Linked DNA regions of Sus scrofa: region 1 is linked to region 2. Evidence: chromatin contacts called from public Hi-C data. All regions are on one chromosome and are shown on one strand. Each heading gives the region's core, a stretch centred on a gene start, on an enhancer-like site or on the middle of the called end of the contact. The rest is flanking DNA. Distances are from core to core; before and after follow the strand shown. Region 1 overlaps GPM6B (neuronal membrane glycoprotein M6-b). Region 2 overlaps OFD1 (oral-facial-digital syndrome 1 protein).

Region 1 (3,201 bases), core at 268-2,767, 160 kb after region 2:
AAGCTTTTTTTTTTAAAAAAAAAAGAATTTAAGTACTTCACTAAATAATAGACTGTTCCTCATAAAATCACCAATTTTGTAGGAAAGAAATGGTCACATGTGGGCAATTTTATGGGGTTCACTCTAACCACAGGAATTACATTCAAATAGGTAGAAGATAGGGTTGTCCAGTGTTTTTAAAATTAGACATGAAAAATTGTGATGATTCAGCTAATTGATCTGATTCTACCAGTGGGAACCAAAAATAAGGAACATTTATTGCAGATGATGAAGTCAACTGTTTGGCAGACGTGTTTTTATTGGTAGGAAAAGTCTGGATTTTGTCTTAAGTATATATAACACACGGGCCCAATGTTTCTTGACCAACAGCTGAGCTTAGTCTATAAAATTCCATTGGTCTTAAGATTTGCTAAAATTCAGTATTTTAGATGCTCCTCTCCTTTGGGGTCAACAAGTTTAAAGATCATCTTAAATAACCCAACAAATCTTTTCTCCCTTCTGTGAATGGATCAGCACAAGTCAGTTGACGCTGGTTGACTACCATGTTATCTTCCAAGCAAGACTGTACTTAGAACTAAGTTTACACACCTCTCTCGGGAGCAAACTGCCTAATATTAAAATTCTTTGAACCCAATCAGAAAATTACATGTAACAGAAAAGAACTTTCAAACAAGCCATCCTCAGATGAGCTACTTTCATCTCTGGCTGCTGTTGCTTTAAATGACTCAAATACACACAGATTATATTAAGACACTGAAAAATCCAGATGCTCCCACCACGTACATCTCATAAAACAAGACTGGTTGGTGAGCGGGCACACCTAAACCTATGCATCAAATCTCCATTTGGTACTCACTTGGGGGCGGAGTCTTCCACAATGGATTATTTCTATTGTTACAAAAAACCTTCAATCTGTGGGTCATAATATTGCACCACTTTCCTACCCAGCTGCAAGTCATATGCAAGAATCCAAAGGAATGTCCCAAGTTTGTTCCAAAAATGTCCAGATGGGCTCACTCGCATACCACTCCAATAAACCCTGCCAGCCAAGCCTGCGTAGCCTCATCAGTCCACCACGTTTACACGCCACGGAGGTGCAGGCAAGCTCACCCGTCCTCCAGCCCACAGCTCAGATGACTCAGCCTGCAGATCTTGCGATGACTAAAGTGTGTTCCTTTTCATCAACTTAACTGCATTTCTTTTATCTTACCAGGTTCATTTCCCTCCCCACTGAAATCGTTCAGTGATGTCTACTCTTGTCAATAGCAGAACGTGGCCCCTACAAACTAGTCAGTGCTACCAAAGTGGGTTAACGTCACTCTCATCAAGGAGCAGAAGGGCTACTTGTATGACTGGGGATTACTTCTATTGTTACAAAAAACCTTCAATCTGTGGGTCATAATACTGCCTTTAGGCAAGAGTTTCCAATTTTGGCATTAACGACAGCCAGGGCCAGTCATTCTTTGTGAAGGAAGCTGTCCTGTGCACTGTAGGATGTTGAGCAGCATCTCTGTCCTCTACCCACTAGATGCCAGCAAAGTCTCCTAGATGTGCAACCAAAAGTATCTGTGGGCATTGCCAAACACCCCTGGTGGGCAAATTGCCTGGGGTTGAGAAGCACTGCTTCAGACTTTCTAAAATTCTTTTTTGAAAAAATGATTATTTTTTCCATTATAGCTGGTTTACAATGTTCTGTCAATTTTCTACTGTACAGCATGGTGACCCAGTCACACACAAACACACACACATATATATACACACATTCTTTTTCTCAAATCATCCTCCATCATAAGTGACTAGACATAGTTACCATCACTATGCAGCAGGATCTCATTGTTTATCCACTTCAAAGGCAACACTTTGCATCTATGAACCCCAGATTCCCAGTCCATCCCACTCCCTCCCCCTCGGCAACCCCAAGTCTGTTCTCCAAGTCCATGAGTTTCTTTTCTGTGGAAAGGTTCATTTGTGCCATATGTTAGATTCCAGATATAAGTCATATCATATGGTATTTGTCTTTCTCTTTCTGATTTAATTCACTTAGTATGAGAGTTTCTAGTTCAATCCATGTTGCTGCAAATGGCATTATTTTGTCATTTTTAATGGTTGAGTGGTATTCCATTTTGTATATATACCACATCTTCCTAATCTATTCATCTGTTAATGGACATTTAGGTTGTTTCCATGTCTTGGCTATTGTGAATAGTGCTGCAATGAACATATGGGTGTATGTGTATTTTTCAAGCAAAGTTTTGTCTGGATAGATGCCCAAGAGTGGGATTGCAGAGTCATATGGTACTTCTCTATTTAGTTTTCTAAGGAACTTCCATACTGTTTTCCATAGTGGTTGTACCAATCACACTTTCTGGAATTCTAAGAGTTTGAGGATCCCTAATAACTGCCTTCATGTTGTCCTAGGATTCTGTGGCTGAAAGTGGCATCCCTGGACCAGTGGCATCAGAAGCACCCGGGAGCTTCTTAGAAATACAGACCCACAGGCCCTAACCCACACCTGTTGAATCAGAAGCTGCAGGTGAACAAGAACCCTAGGTGATTCTGATGTACATTACAGTCTAAGAAGCCCTACTCTGCAATACCCTAGGTTAGAATCTATCATTGGGCATCTTATAAAAAAGATGATTAACTAAAGGTGCTAAATATTGGCTGACAAACTAGAATCATTTATTACTCAACAGATGATTTCTTCCTATTTGTTCTTGGCTGGATACATTTTATTTCTTTCTCATAGAGGGACACTCACTTATACAGAGAGGGGTGGGAATCAGGCACTCACTCTCATGCCCCACTTTCTCATAGGGATCAGCCTGTGTCAGCTGCAGAATCCCAGGCAACATGAAAGCAGTTATAAAGGGTCTGAGAAGGCTGTAATTTTTTTTAAATTACTGAATGAATTTTATTATATAGTTGTACAACGATTATCACAACCCAATTTTTTAGCACTTCCATCCCAAACCCCCAGTGCATCCCCCCACCTCCCAACCTGTCTCATTTGGATACCATAAGTTTTCCAAAGTCTGTGAGTAAATATCTATTTTGCAAAGAAATTCATTGTGTTCTATTTTTAGATTCCACGTGTAAGTGACAGAATATGATGTTGGTGTTTCACTGTCTAATTTCACTTAGCCCGATAATTTCTAGGTCCATCCATGTTGCTGCAAGTGCCATTATTTCTTTCCTTTT
Region 2 (2,936 bases), core at 364-2,863:
GCCACTCGGGTTGCTGCAGAGGTGTGGGTTTAGTCCCTGGCCTGGAGCAGTGGTTGGATCCGGCATTGCGGCAGCTGCAGCGTAGGTTGCAGCTGCCACTCGGATTCAATCCCTGACCTGGGAACTTCCGTCTGCTGTGAGTGTGGGCATTAAAAAAAAAAAAAAGTATACAAGGAACTCTGACAACTCAACACTAAAGAGACAACTCAATTTAAAAATGGGCAAAGTTTCAGTACAGACAGTTTTCCAAAGAAGACATACAGATGGCAGATAAGGATATAGAAAGTTGCTCCACATTGTTTGTTATTAGAGACATTCAAATTAAAGCAAAAATGAGATAACACCCCACACCTATTAGAATAGTTAAAATCCAGAGCACCTACAACCCTGGGTGCTGACAAGGATGTGTAACAACAGGAGCTCTCGCTCACTGCTGGTGGGAATACAGAATGGTGCAGCCACCCGGGGAGATAGGTGCTTTCTTAGCGTACAGTCGGACAGCCTTGGCTCTATGTATTTACCCAACTGATTTGAAAACTTAAGTTCACACAGACAGCTGCACATGGATGATTGTAGCAATTTTATTCATACTTGCCAGAAATTGGGAACAACCAAGATGTCATTTAAGAGGTGAATGAATAAACAAGCTGTGGTACCTTAGACGGGGGACTCCTATTCAGCTAAAGGGAATGAACTGTCAAGCTATGCAAAGAGATAAATAAATCCTATGTGCGTATTAATGTAAGAAGCCTGTGTGCAAAGGCTACATGATTGATGTGACATTGTGGAAAAATGCCAAGCTATTGAGATGGTAAACACACCCATGGTTGCCAGTAATTTGGAAGGAAGAGGTAGAAGGCTTAAGAGATGAAGCAAGAGTTCCCATCGTGGCGCAGCAGAAATGAATCTGACTAGGAACCCTGAGATTTTGGGTTCGATCCCTGGCCTCGCTCAGTGGGTTAAGGATCCAGCGTTGCCATGAGCCGTGGTGTAGGTCGCAGATGGGGCTTGGATCTGGCATTGCTGTGGCTGTGGTGTAGGCTGGCAGCTGTAGCTCTGATTAGACCCCTAGCCTGGGAACCTCCATATGCTGCGGGGGTGGCCCTAAAAAGACAAAAGACAAAAAAAAAAAAAGCTGAAGCAAAGGATTTGTTTTTGGGTGTTGAAAATATCCTTAGGATGCTGTAATGGCAGGATACATGGCACTAGACATTTGTCAGAATTTGTGGAACTTGGAGCTTCCATTGTGACGCAGTTGAAATGAACCCAGTGAGTATCCACGAGGATGCAGGTTTAATCCCTCGCCTTGCTCAGTGGACTGGGGATCCGGCGTTGCCGTGAGCTGTGATGTATGTAGATCACAGACGTGGCTCGGATCCCATGTGGCTGTAGCGCAGGCTGGCAGCTGTAGCTGCGGTTCGACCCCTATCCTGGAAACTTCCATATGCCTCAGGTGTGGTCCTAAAAAGAAAAAAAAAAAACATTGTAGCACTTTATAAAGAGTGAACTTTCATGTATGCAAATCTAGGAGTTCAGGTCATTCCAGGATGGAATGCAGACTGTGACAAAACAATCTAACCATAGTAACCTCACTGAAGGGGGTGGGGAGCAAGTTTCCCAGCTGACTCACTTGGGAAAGGAATGAAGACTAAGGCTCCAGGCAGAAGGAACTGTTCAGAGACTATGACTTCAAGGTGGTAATTCCTTCTTGTTGGGGGTGCAGGGTAACCATCCTGAAACCATGATACATGTGTGACGGAGTTAAACGAGTAAATGGCTGGTAGATGGCAGCAGCCAGGTGTTTGCTGTCGGAGTGGGACCTCACAGATACATTGGGGCGGAGGCTGGAGTGGTCCATGTGGGGATGGGTTAGTTGTAGACGGCAGTGTGAATTAGCTTCATGTAGATACAGGTGATTGAGATATTTATAGGTAAGTATGTAAACACAGGTTATTGTGCACTCATTCCCTTGCTCTGTAGGCTGAGGGGGAGAAGCAGTGACATCCTAGTCGTGATGAGCACACCTCGAGCCCCGTTGAGAGTCCTAAGACAGGGTTTCTAATGACATTCCATAGGAATAGGAACCAGGGCTCCTAGGACCCGTGGTCAATTCCAGGAATGGAGTGGGGACTATTACGTGATGATCCTGGAAGCCCTTACAGTGCCAGAACCTAAGGAAGTGCTTAAGAAAAAACCCACAGTGAAAGTGCTTCCACAAGCCAAAGCCGGAACAATTGGAGTAACAAAATAAAAGATGGGGTGATGTACATGAGTTACGGAAGTATGCTGCATTATAATTACCAAAGTATAGAATAGGGGTTCATGCAGATATAGATGACTGCCTAAATGAGGAGACTAGAGAAATGCTTCCTAGAGGGGGTTGTGCGTGGAGGGGAGGGGGTTGAGCTACTTAGGGGCCTGCGGAATGCACTGCAGGAAAGGCCATGACAGCAGAAGTGCTGAGGTGGAAGAGCACGCCTCTCAAAATGATGTATTGCAGGCTCTTGATTTCTGCCAAATGTTGATTTTTTTTTCCTCCATGGGGGGAACTGAGATCCAGCCCCAGCATGACAGTAGGCTCCGGTTAGGTGAGAACAGGCTGACAAGAAACCATCAGGAGAAGAGGGTGGATGAGACAGAAAAGAATTGCCAGGAAATGAATATGAAAGATCAGAGCTTCTATTTATAGTAGGGGAAGTAAAAAGTAGTGTATTATAGTATTGTCAAAAAAAAGCTCTTGATTTGATGTAGAAGTCTCTTTAACTGTTCTAAGAAACTGAAAACTTTAAAAAGCCTTGAGTATAAGTTATTTTAGAAGTTTCAAACTATTCAGAAGGGTATAAAGTGAAAGAAACATAGAAATTCTTGCCCATACTCTCTCATTTACTTTCTGCTGATAACAAAAATGAGTGTCTTGTTTATCCTACTAGAATTTA

Evidence for each region. A called contact is a pair of places that touch in the nucleus more often than the background predicts.
Region 1: a Hi-C map of embryonic fibroblasts shows a contact between it and region 2, with 2.5 times the contacts expected there. The contact joins two enhancer-like sites. A contact is called at or near these places in 1 of 47 Hi-C or Micro-C datasets (embryonic fibroblasts) and 1 of 2 datasets of contacts at active chromatin or transcription factors (alveolar macrophages).

What each region holds. Positions count from the first base shown.
Region 1 is chrX:10,543,209-10,546,409 of Sscrofa11.1, forward strand. The region is part of intron 1 of GPM6B (neuronal membrane glycoprotein M6-b); the gene reads right to left. Among named protein-coding and RNA genes, the nearest start is that of GPM6B, 38 kb to the right of the region's middle. Within about 2 kb of position 1,518, at least 7 of the 83 cell types and tissues checked have an H3K27ac peak or open chromatin away from gene starts, as enhancers often do. A contact at or near this core is called in embryonic fibroblasts, where this site is marked.
Region 2 is chrX:10,380,193-10,383,128 of Sscrofa11.1, forward strand. The region is part of intron 4 of OFD1 (oral-facial-digital syndrome 1 protein); the gene reads left to right. Among named protein-coding and RNA genes, the nearest start is that of TRAPPC2, 16 kb to the left of the region's middle. Within about 2 kb of position 1,614, at least 1 of the 83 cell types and tissues checked has an H3K27ac peak or open chromatin away from gene starts, as enhancers often do. A contact at or near this core is called in embryonic fibroblasts, where this site is marked.